Linked DNA regions of Rattus norvegicus: region 1 is linked to region 2. Evidence: chromatin contacts called from public Hi-C data. All regions are on one chromosome and are shown on one strand. The core of a region is the stretch at or near the end of the contact, and the rest is flanking DNA. Distances in the headings are between cores, read along the strand shown.

The links. Hi-C and Micro-C count contacts between places; a contact is called where the count stands out from the background.
Region 1: a contact with region 2 is called in a Hi-C map of hepatocytes, with 1.7 times the contacts expected there. The contact joins the promoter of LOC120095320 here to the promoter of Jade2 in region 2. A contact is called at or near these places in 2 of 12 Hi-C or Micro-C datasets (hepatocytes and kidney).

The regions. Positions count from the first base shown.
Region 1 is chr10:36,885,599-36,890,294 of GRCr8, reverse strand. LOC120095320 (protein FAM162A-like) reads right to left here and starts at 2,233. Exons shown (of 1, transcript XM_063270098.1): 1 at 1-2,233.
Region 2 is chr10:36,620,943-36,625,508 of GRCr8, reverse strand. It overlaps Jade2 (jade family PHD finger 2), which reads left to right and starts at 1,800. Exons shown (of 12, transcript NM_001106998.3): 1 at 1,800-2,141. LOC134480688 (a long non-coding RNA gene) reads right to left here and starts at 178. Exons shown (of 6, transcript XR_010055343.1): 1 at 1-178.

The DNA.
Region 1 (4,696 bases), core at 984-3,483, 260 kb before region 2:
ATCAAAGGTGTGCACCACCACTGCCCAGCAGAAAGAGAAAATTTTTAAAAAATAAATATTAAAATTCAATTCCCAGCAACCACATGGTGGCTCACAATAATCTGTAAAGAGATCTGATGCCCTCTTCTGGTGTATCTGAAGACAGCTACAGTGTACTTATATATAATAAATGAATAAATTTTTAAAAAAAGAAAAAGAAAAAAATATTAATGTATGATTTGTTTTATATTTATGCGTATGTACCTAAATGCATGCATGTGCACCATATCCATGCAAATGCCCTCCGAGGCCAGAAGAGGGTGTTGGATCCCCTGGAACCAGAGCTATTGGTGTTTGAGGCCAGGGTTGTGAATTCCCGATGTAGGTGCTGGAAGTGGAACCCAGATCTTTCAGAAGTACTCTGAACAGCCAGGCCATTCCTCCAGACCCTGAAAGATTGTTTTTAGGACCCAGCAATGTGGTAATACATTCTGTGTGCTTTACATCGTGTCGGTGTCACCTTAGAGCTTCAGTGGCCGCTCATTCACATGGCTGCCCAACCACTCTCTGCCAAAGCTGGAGGAGCAACAAAAGGTGTTGGGAGCAGCGCAGTGGGAAGGTCCCTAGGACAGCTTAGTGCCCAGAGTCTAGCCTTGGCCCTTGACCTTGGACAAAGCTCCAGAAAAGTCTGTCCTTGCCTCTCCGTGGGCCATCCCACGCAGAGCCTTTGCTCACCTCAGGATGCTTCGTCAGAAACTCAAGGCAAGAGTGGTGTCCACAACTAAGTGACAGAGGAGAGAGTTGGTTGACACACATTTATACCCTATACCACCAGAGGCCCAGGTTGTGGGCCTCCCTCCAAGGCAGGAGCTGAGGAATGGCACTGTGTAAACTAGTGTGCCAGGCAGGAGCTCAACTCTGTAACACCAGGGAAAGATGGTGTGGCTACATAAATGGTGCCAGATTACACATCAGAGAAGTGAGGACATAGGCTTTGGGCCTGGCTGTGGCTATCCCAACACAGGAGGCCAAAGCTTATCAGAACAGAATGCCCTGTGCTTTGCTCCACTCCACCTCAGAATGGAGAACCTACTAGAACAGATGGGTGCCCCCAAGGGCTCAGAGAAGGCAAAGACAGGGGACTGTCGCTGCACAGCTTCATCCTAGCTAATGCCCTAAACCATCATCACCCAGTAGTCTGCCCAGCAGATGGTGCCAGAGTGCCAGAGGGCCACTTGTCTGTCACAGAGCAACTCTGCCCCCGCCCCCACCTTTGCTCCTCCTACCTAGAATTCAGTGGGGTCCTGTCCAGAAGCCTTGTCTGACCTAGTCTGACCCTGTCGGGCCAACAGAGGCCTCAAAAAACCAGTGCAGCTCTGTCCAGTCCTCCAGCACTGGGCCAGTGCCCCTCTGTGAAATGGGTTCACATTAGGTTGGGCAGCAGGGGCAGGAGAGCTTTCTTAGGAGGCTTGAGCTAGGACAGGTAATAAGGAGAAAGACAGTTTTAGAAGTCTCCCTACTGGACCTCTGGGACCAGGAATTTGCACTCGAGACAAGGATGTCATTTTCTTTTTATTTCTTATTTACTTTTTGAAGAGGGATGAGACTCAGCTTGTGGCAGAGGTCAGAAGACAGATGTGGGAATCAATTCTTGCTTTCCACGTCATGGATTCAGGGAACCAAACTCAAGTCATCAGGCTTGACAGCAAGCTCCTTTACCCACTGAACCAGCTCGTTGGCCCCAGGAACTCATTTTGAGATGCTGGTCAAAGGAAGCACATCAAGTGGGCAGTTGGTTATGTAGCTCAGAAGCTCACAGTAGAAGTTGAGGCTACAAGCTGGGATTTTTTTTTTTTGCCATCTCTTCACAGATTTGCAGGGCAGAGTCTGAGGTAGCAGCAGTGCTGGCAGTGCAGACCTTTTAATCCCAAAACCTGGGAGGCAGAGGTAGACAGATCTCTGAGTTTGAGGCTAGCCTAGTCATTAGAGCTAGTTCCAGGATAGCCAGGGCTATACAAAGAAAAAAAAAAAAAAACCTGTCTTGGGCTGGAGATAGCTCAGCGGTTAAGAGCACCCAACTGCTCTTCCAGAGGTCATGAGTTCAATTCCCAGCAACCACATGGTGGCTCACAACCATCTGTAAAGAGAACCGATGCCCTCTTCTGGTGTATCTGAAGACAGCTACAGTGTACTTATATATAATAAATGAATGAATGAATCTTTAAAAAAAAAAACAAACAAAAAAAAACCTGTCTCAAAGAGAGGAGGGGGAGGGAGGGGGAGTAGGAGGGGGAGGGAGGAGGAGGGAGTGGGAGGAGGGGGAGGGGGAGGAGGGGGAGGGGGAGGGAGAAGGAGGGGGAGGGGGAGGGAGGGGGAGGGGGAGAGAGGAAGAGGGGGAGGGAGAAGGAGGGGGAGGGGGAGGGAGGGGGAGGGAGGGGGAGGGAGGGGGAAAGAGATAGAGAGAGAGATAGGGTACTGGCTGTTATTCCAGAGTTATTCACAGTTATCTGCTTCTCCAGTTCCAGGGAATCTGATACCCTCTTTTGGCCTCCCTGGGCAATTTGAATGTATGTACACATACTCACACACACAAATCTATATCACCATAAACACTAACATAAATTTAAAAGTAAAAATAAATCGGAAAGGACCAACAGAAGACAACGAGGTGATCTGACATTTGCTTTCCACAGACCTGGGAATGAAACCAAGGCCTTGGCACACACTGGGCATGCACTGTGCCACCAAGCCCCAGTTCCAGTCCCCAAGATGTTCTTTAAGTTTTGCTTGTGGGAGCACAGGAAGGGGCAAGTGCTTAAGGAGTTTGTTTCCGGGAGTTCAGAGAGCTGTGTCTGCATACTGATAGGATAGTCTCATGCAGGCCAAAGTTAGAGGTGCTGCTGCTGCAGACTGATAGCTGTGATGGCAGGAGACAGAGGTGTTTGACTATGTTTTGCAATATTAACCAAGGACCAGACCCAAAGTCAAGAGTACACACTGTTCTTGTAGAGGATCCAACGTCAGTTCCCAGCATTCATATGGAGCAACTCACAATTAGTCGCTCTAGTTCCAGGGGATCTGACACCCTCTTGTGGATTCCTCAGGCACCTACATGCCCATGTGCACATATGTGCATGTGCTGTGTGTGCATATGTGCACAAACACACATATTAGAGACAGGGGCTGGAGAGATGGCTCAGTGGGTAAGAGCACTTGCTGTCCTTGTAGAGGACCTGAAATCAGTTTCAGAATTCACATTAGGTGCCTCCAGGGAATTCAACATTGTCTTCTAGCATTTCTGGGTACTGCAAGCATATGGTGTACATAGAGACAAGCAAGCAGGAACACGTATACACATAAGATAAAAATTAATTTAAAACTGTTTCAAAGGCCAGTAAAAGATGGCTCAGTGGGTAAGGGTGTTTATCTCAAAGCCTGATGCCCTGAACTCCTTCTCTCAAACTCACATGGTGGAAGGGACTACTACAGGTTGTCCCTGACCTCCATGCATGTGTACCACAAGTAAGTATAAATAAAACCTGGTTCAAATAAATGCCATGGAGAGAGGGAGTTCAGTGCACGAACTCTGAGGACATGATCTGTGACCTGTGCCAATACTTAACAGCCTGCCTGCAAGCGTCCTTCGTGTCTCCCTCAGGTCTCAGCACATAGTTGCCTTGCAAAAGCCACCAGTCACACAGGTCACTTTCTCTAAACTCCAAAGCTATGTGCCTGCCCTTCAAAGCCTACTGAAGGATTCCAGCAAAGATCGGGGCTTTTCAAAGCCAGGGTCCCCCTGAGAATGTTCTAGTAGCAGGCCATTCGTTGCTCTAACCTGAGCTGATTCACAATTGAAGCATGCTGCACAAGATGTCTGCAACAGCGGAAGCTCAGGCTATGCAGTCTTCTCTCTCAGCTGCAGTTTCAGGACCCAACATGTATCACTGTTCCTGACTGCCCTGCATTCACTTCAGCCGTCTTCAGGGATTCTTCCTTCTGCATGGAGCACTGCTATGCACGCCTCATTATGCCAGCTGTGTCCCAGGATTGCACAACACCAAATTGAGGAATTGGTAGAAATGGCAAATCACTTAATGTTGTACTTCTGACGCACAAAATGGTGCAGGGCCATCTGCCAGTCAGGCTGAAGACAAAAATGTTCTAGTGTGTCTAGGTGGCTTAAGTAAATAATCTCATTTCAAAAAACTCACATACCCCCAGCCCTATTTTTAAAGTGCTGGCTTATTTCTAGTCCTCTGCATCCCTTCTACCCTTAGGATCTAAGATTAGGATCTACAAAGACAATCGATCCTTAAGATTCTGCTTTAAGGAGACCTCTGAGACAGGCTGGAAAGATGATGGCTCGGTGGTTAAGAGTGCTGACTGAGGGGTTGGGGATTTAGCTCAGTGGTAGAGCGCTTGCCTAGCAAGCACAAGGCCCTGGGTTCGGTCCCCAGCTCCGAAAAAAAGAAAAGAAAAAAAATTAAAAAAAAAAAAAAAAAAAAAAGAGTGCTGACTGACTGTTCTTGCAGAGTCCTCTGGTTCATTTCCCAGAACCCATGCCTGGAAGCTCACAATTAACTACCTGTAACCCTATCTCCAAGGAGATCCAGCGGCCCCTTCTGGCCGCTACAGGTACTGGCTTTCAGGGATGCATTGTAAACCCTCCCCCACCCCACCCCCAAACAGGGAAAAAAGGTGAGAAAAAAGGTGCATG
Region 2 (4,566 bases), core at 551-3,050:
CGGGGAATCTCCTTAATTGTCACATAAATGTCATCTTATGTAAATTGAATATTTATCTTTGCATGCAAGAGGGGTGGGGGTGGAGGGGAAAGGAAAAATAAACAACCTTCAGTCCTGGAGAGGGAAAGGGATTTGAAACTCATCCACCTTCCTTCAAAAACAAAGGTGAGTTTGGGGGGTGAAATCATTGTATTATCTTGGAAGGGGCAGAATATATTGGGAAGGATGAGATGAGAAGCCTTAGGGATGCTGGGCCAGGCTTCCCCAAACCTCAGCCCGAAGCTAGCCAATCTCCCCAGCTGGAGCATTCCCACGAGGCAAAAGGTTGCCCCCCACGTGCCTACCCATCCTGGAGGCCTGCCCTTTTCCTTCCTAGAGAGAAGGTGAGCTCCCCAGGCGCAGCGGGTAGGGTGGGTGTGGCCCGCAGCTCAGGGAACCGACCCAAGGCTCCGCCACTGCCGGCTAGCCGCCCGACAGCCCGCCCGCCTGGCGAGCGCAGGCTCTTCTTCCAGAAACTGCGAGGATTGGAGAGCACTGTTTGTGCACCACAAGGTCAAGTCGGGAAGTGGAGTCGGAGGAGGAGGGGCGAGAAGGAGAGGGTGGGGAGAGGGGCGCCCCGCTTCTCTGCCAAGTACCAACCCAGGGAAGTTGCCCCTCGGTTTTTAACCCTTTGCGGTTATAAAAAGCACGAGGCAGGAGAAAGGGGGTACCCGGGGGCAAACTCCTCCTGAGGCTAGGACATGTTGCCACCCTGCTAGCCACCCACCCATCACAGTGCGCCTCACCCCCCCCCCCCGGAAATGCAGGGCAGCACCGGGCGCCAGGAGGCACCCGCGAGGGGGAGGGGGCAACGAGCCCAAGAAGGGACCCCCCTCTAAGGACTGCCCCTCTCTTCCGGAGGTCGCCCACAATTTCAACTTTCCCTACCTAGGATGCTAGTTTGCATTTGGTGTGGGTGGGGGGAAGGAGGACCGCGCCCCCTCCCCCAGCCCCATGCGCGCCCCTCCCCTGCACTCCTGCCTGCACTTTCTGCTCACTTCTGGCGCTGCAAAAAACGCCACGCGATTTATTCGATTTCGATTTTAAAACCAGTGATTCCGAAACCGGGCGGAGGGCGAGGGTCTTCCAGCACCGGAGTCCCTGGGGGTGGGGCGGGCGGGCTGGGTACTCCGTGCAAGCCTCGTTTCCTCCGCGAGTGTCGCCTCCAGGCTGTTATTTGCAAAGAAACGTCTTTTTGACGCAGGGAGAAATGGCAAATTTTAAGTACGTCATTAATATGGCGCCAAAAGATTTTTTTAAGTATAAGCTTGCTTTTTTTTTTTTTAAGGTTGCGGGGGGCTCCGCCTGGGTCTGGGGCGCGAAGGGGGCGGGGTGTGAGCAGAAAGTGTGAGTGAGCGAGTGGAGGGGCGGGGTATGTGTGTGAGTGTGTGAAGTGTGAGCCGACCTGATGGGACTTGCACGGGCTCAGCCGGCGCTCGGGCCCGGCCCTGGGGACAGGGCGGGCTGGGGGCGCCCCAGAGTCCACGAGGAGTCCGGGCCCGCGTGCAGGCGGACGGGTGACCGTGCAGGGCACCCCCCCCGGGGGGGCCGCAACGCTACCTGGGACTGTCGCCGGAGCCAAACAACTGGGAAGGGGGGGGACACGACAGGGGGGTGCCGGGAGCGGAGATCCGAGTGAATTAGAAAAAAGTGGCTACTCCCCCTCCCTCTCTTCTTGCCCGCCCCCACCCCACCCCCACCCCAACACATTTTTTCCCCCTCTAAAGAGATCACAAGGAAGTCTTGGTTTAAAAAGAAACAGAAACATACACGGGGGTTGGTGAATGGTGCCGACCGCGGCCATCGCAGTTGGAGGCTATTTTTTGGGGGGGTGAGTAGCGTCCATGGAGTTACTTTGCGCCCACTCCTAGTGGCACCAGCTCTGGACTGGAGGGCTGACCATCTTCCCAGCAGGGGTGCGGGGCTTGGGGGACGCTGCGGCCCGGTCGCCTCCCTCGCCACGACCCCGGATGGATGCGCGCCCCCCGCCCTCCCGCGCCGGCCCCAGGAGCTCCTGGCTTCAGGAGCATCCTTCCCGCGCCGGCCCCCGCCGCGGCGCGTAGCCGAGGGCAGCGCCCCTCGGGAGGGCACCGCGGAGCAAGGTAAGAGCCAGCCCCCGGCGGATGGGCCCTGCGCATCTCCACGGCGTTATTTTGTGGGCTTTTTTTTTTTTTCAACAGATCTGCCAGTGCTCCTCGCTCCCTCTCTCTCTTGCTCGCTCGCTCCCTCTCTCGCTGGCTGCCTGTTCTAGGAAGCCAGCGCGGGGGGTGGGGGGGGGGGGGACGCACAGCACTGGGGAGAGAGATTGCGCATGTTGGTCAGCCGTGTTTTAAAGAGTACAGTGCGGGGAGGCTGAGAGGGGCGCATGCAACAACTTTTGGAAGGGTGAGCCTGGCGACCTTCTTTATTAATGACTGCGGCAAAGCGCCCCTGGGCCGGCGAGGGGGCGCGGGCGGGTGGGGGCGCTGGGGCTGCAACTTGCCTCGCGGGCTCCGGCCGGCCCGAGGGGCTGCGGCGCGACCGGGGTGCGGGGTGGGGAGGCCGAGCGGCAGGGCACCGGGGCACGGGAAACCTGGAGCCATCTGCCCTTCTGTCTACCCGAGTTTCATTTTGTTGATACGCAGCACGTCCGGGTGCCGAACCGGGCTGAGCCGATGCACATGACCCCGCGCTGGGCTCACGTGCAGCCGGTCCAGTCCTAGACACCTTCCGGGGGCCACCGCCTCCGCCCTGCGCCCCCTTTCCAGGCTGGGTGCACGCGGGAGCTGCACGCGGGGGCAGCATGCTCGGTTCTTGGGTTCAGAGGCATTGCACAAATTAGTTTTTTTTTTCTTTTTAAGGGGCGGGGGACAACGTTCCCAGGTGAGTGCTGGGTGCGCAACCCCGGCAGCCAGGGTGCATATTGGGGTAGTGGACAGCAGCTTCCCGGTGCTGCGCGGGAGTCCGGTGGGGGAGAGGCACTGCGAGAGTGGAAATGTACCGGCGACGGCCGGAGCGGCGGGTGCGCGCTCGCGGGGCGACGGCAGGGGGCGTGGCCCTTGTTTACCTTCTCCCAACTCTGCTGGTTCGCGTCCCGCTTCAGGGACGACTCTGCAGCTCCCCCCCCCCTTCCCTCCGCCCTTACTAAACTCTGGGTGGTGCCTAGGAGCAGCAGACAAGTGGCGGGCCATGCCTGGGACACACGCACCTGACCCCAAAATGAGTGACATTGCAGCCCCCGCCCCCACCAAACACTGCTGCAGTCCTTCTGCCGGATCCCCGGCCCCGCCCCCGGCAGTGGCATCTTCCCGGCTCACCTCCTTCCTCCCTCTCCCTCCCTCCTTCCCACCCACTTGCCTGCGCCTGCGGAGCGGCTCTCGCTCGCCCACTCCCCGCCTGGGTGCAGACTTGTGGCTCCCCATGGTCCCTTCCCGCCCATCCCTGGGCTCTTGAGATCTCCCCTTCTTCGGGCAAGGGGTGATCTTGGGTCAGCTTGGAGACTCGTAGCTTTTCCGCCGGAGGGTGAGGACATCTGCAAAACCGGCTTGGAGGCTTCCCTCTACCTTCTAGGGAGGCCCAGCCAGCTCAGCCCGGTCCCCCTACTGCACACCTCTGCCCCGCTCAGTACCCCCGCCCCCACCCTGGGCTCAGTTGCCCTTCCCCAGTCCCCTAGACCCCTCCCCCGCCCCGGGCGCCAAGCCCACCCACCTCCTGGCACCGCCCCCGGCCCGAACCGCCTCTTGCCCTTCCTACGCCTGGGCCGGAGCCCCCCTCAGCCACCTCCGGCTCCTCCTCCCGGCTCCGGCGGTCGGAATCACGCCGGCGCGCCTCCAGCCTGCGTGCCCGTCGCCGGCCGCCAGGGGCAGGCTGGAGGCGGGCAACCCTCTTCTAATCCCCTTAGCCGCTGCAGCCGGCCTGTGCACTTTTTTTTTTAACCAGCTTGGCCTCAGGCCTCCTGCTGGGGGGCGGGGGAGGGGCGCCGGGTTTCTTTATGCCCCAGGGTACATTGCACTCGCTATCCGGAGTCTCTGCAGATTTCCAAACTTCACCCTTGTCCCAAGCACCCCACCCCCACCCCCACCTCATCTGCAGGATTCCGAGGTACAAAGTTTTACCCAGAGGCAGTTTGCAAGAGGTCAATGGGAGGGATTATGGTTGTTTTCAGAGAAGGTGCCAGAGGGGTTAGGGAGGGGCGGGGGCCCCGGTTTTGAAATAAAGAGTTCTGAGCCAGGAGGAACAAGTTAGGATGCTCCCTTCACATTTATATTTGCAAACACACCGGAGCTTGGGAGCTGGGTTCTCCTCCCAGAGTGGCACTGTCTCTCCTGTCACTGGTAAAATTCCCAGTAGGACATTTGGCAGAAGATCCCCGCAGAGGACTGCCAACCGAGCCTGGCCCTGTTTTCTGGGTTCCCAGGGTGCTGACTTCTTTTTCCCCTCGATTGATTTCTTTTGCCCCCTTAAGGGCCCCAGGCGAACACACCAGCCCTCCAGGCCCTCCTGTCCCATCTTCCTTGGGCGGGTTGGAACTTGCAGAGCAATCTACTA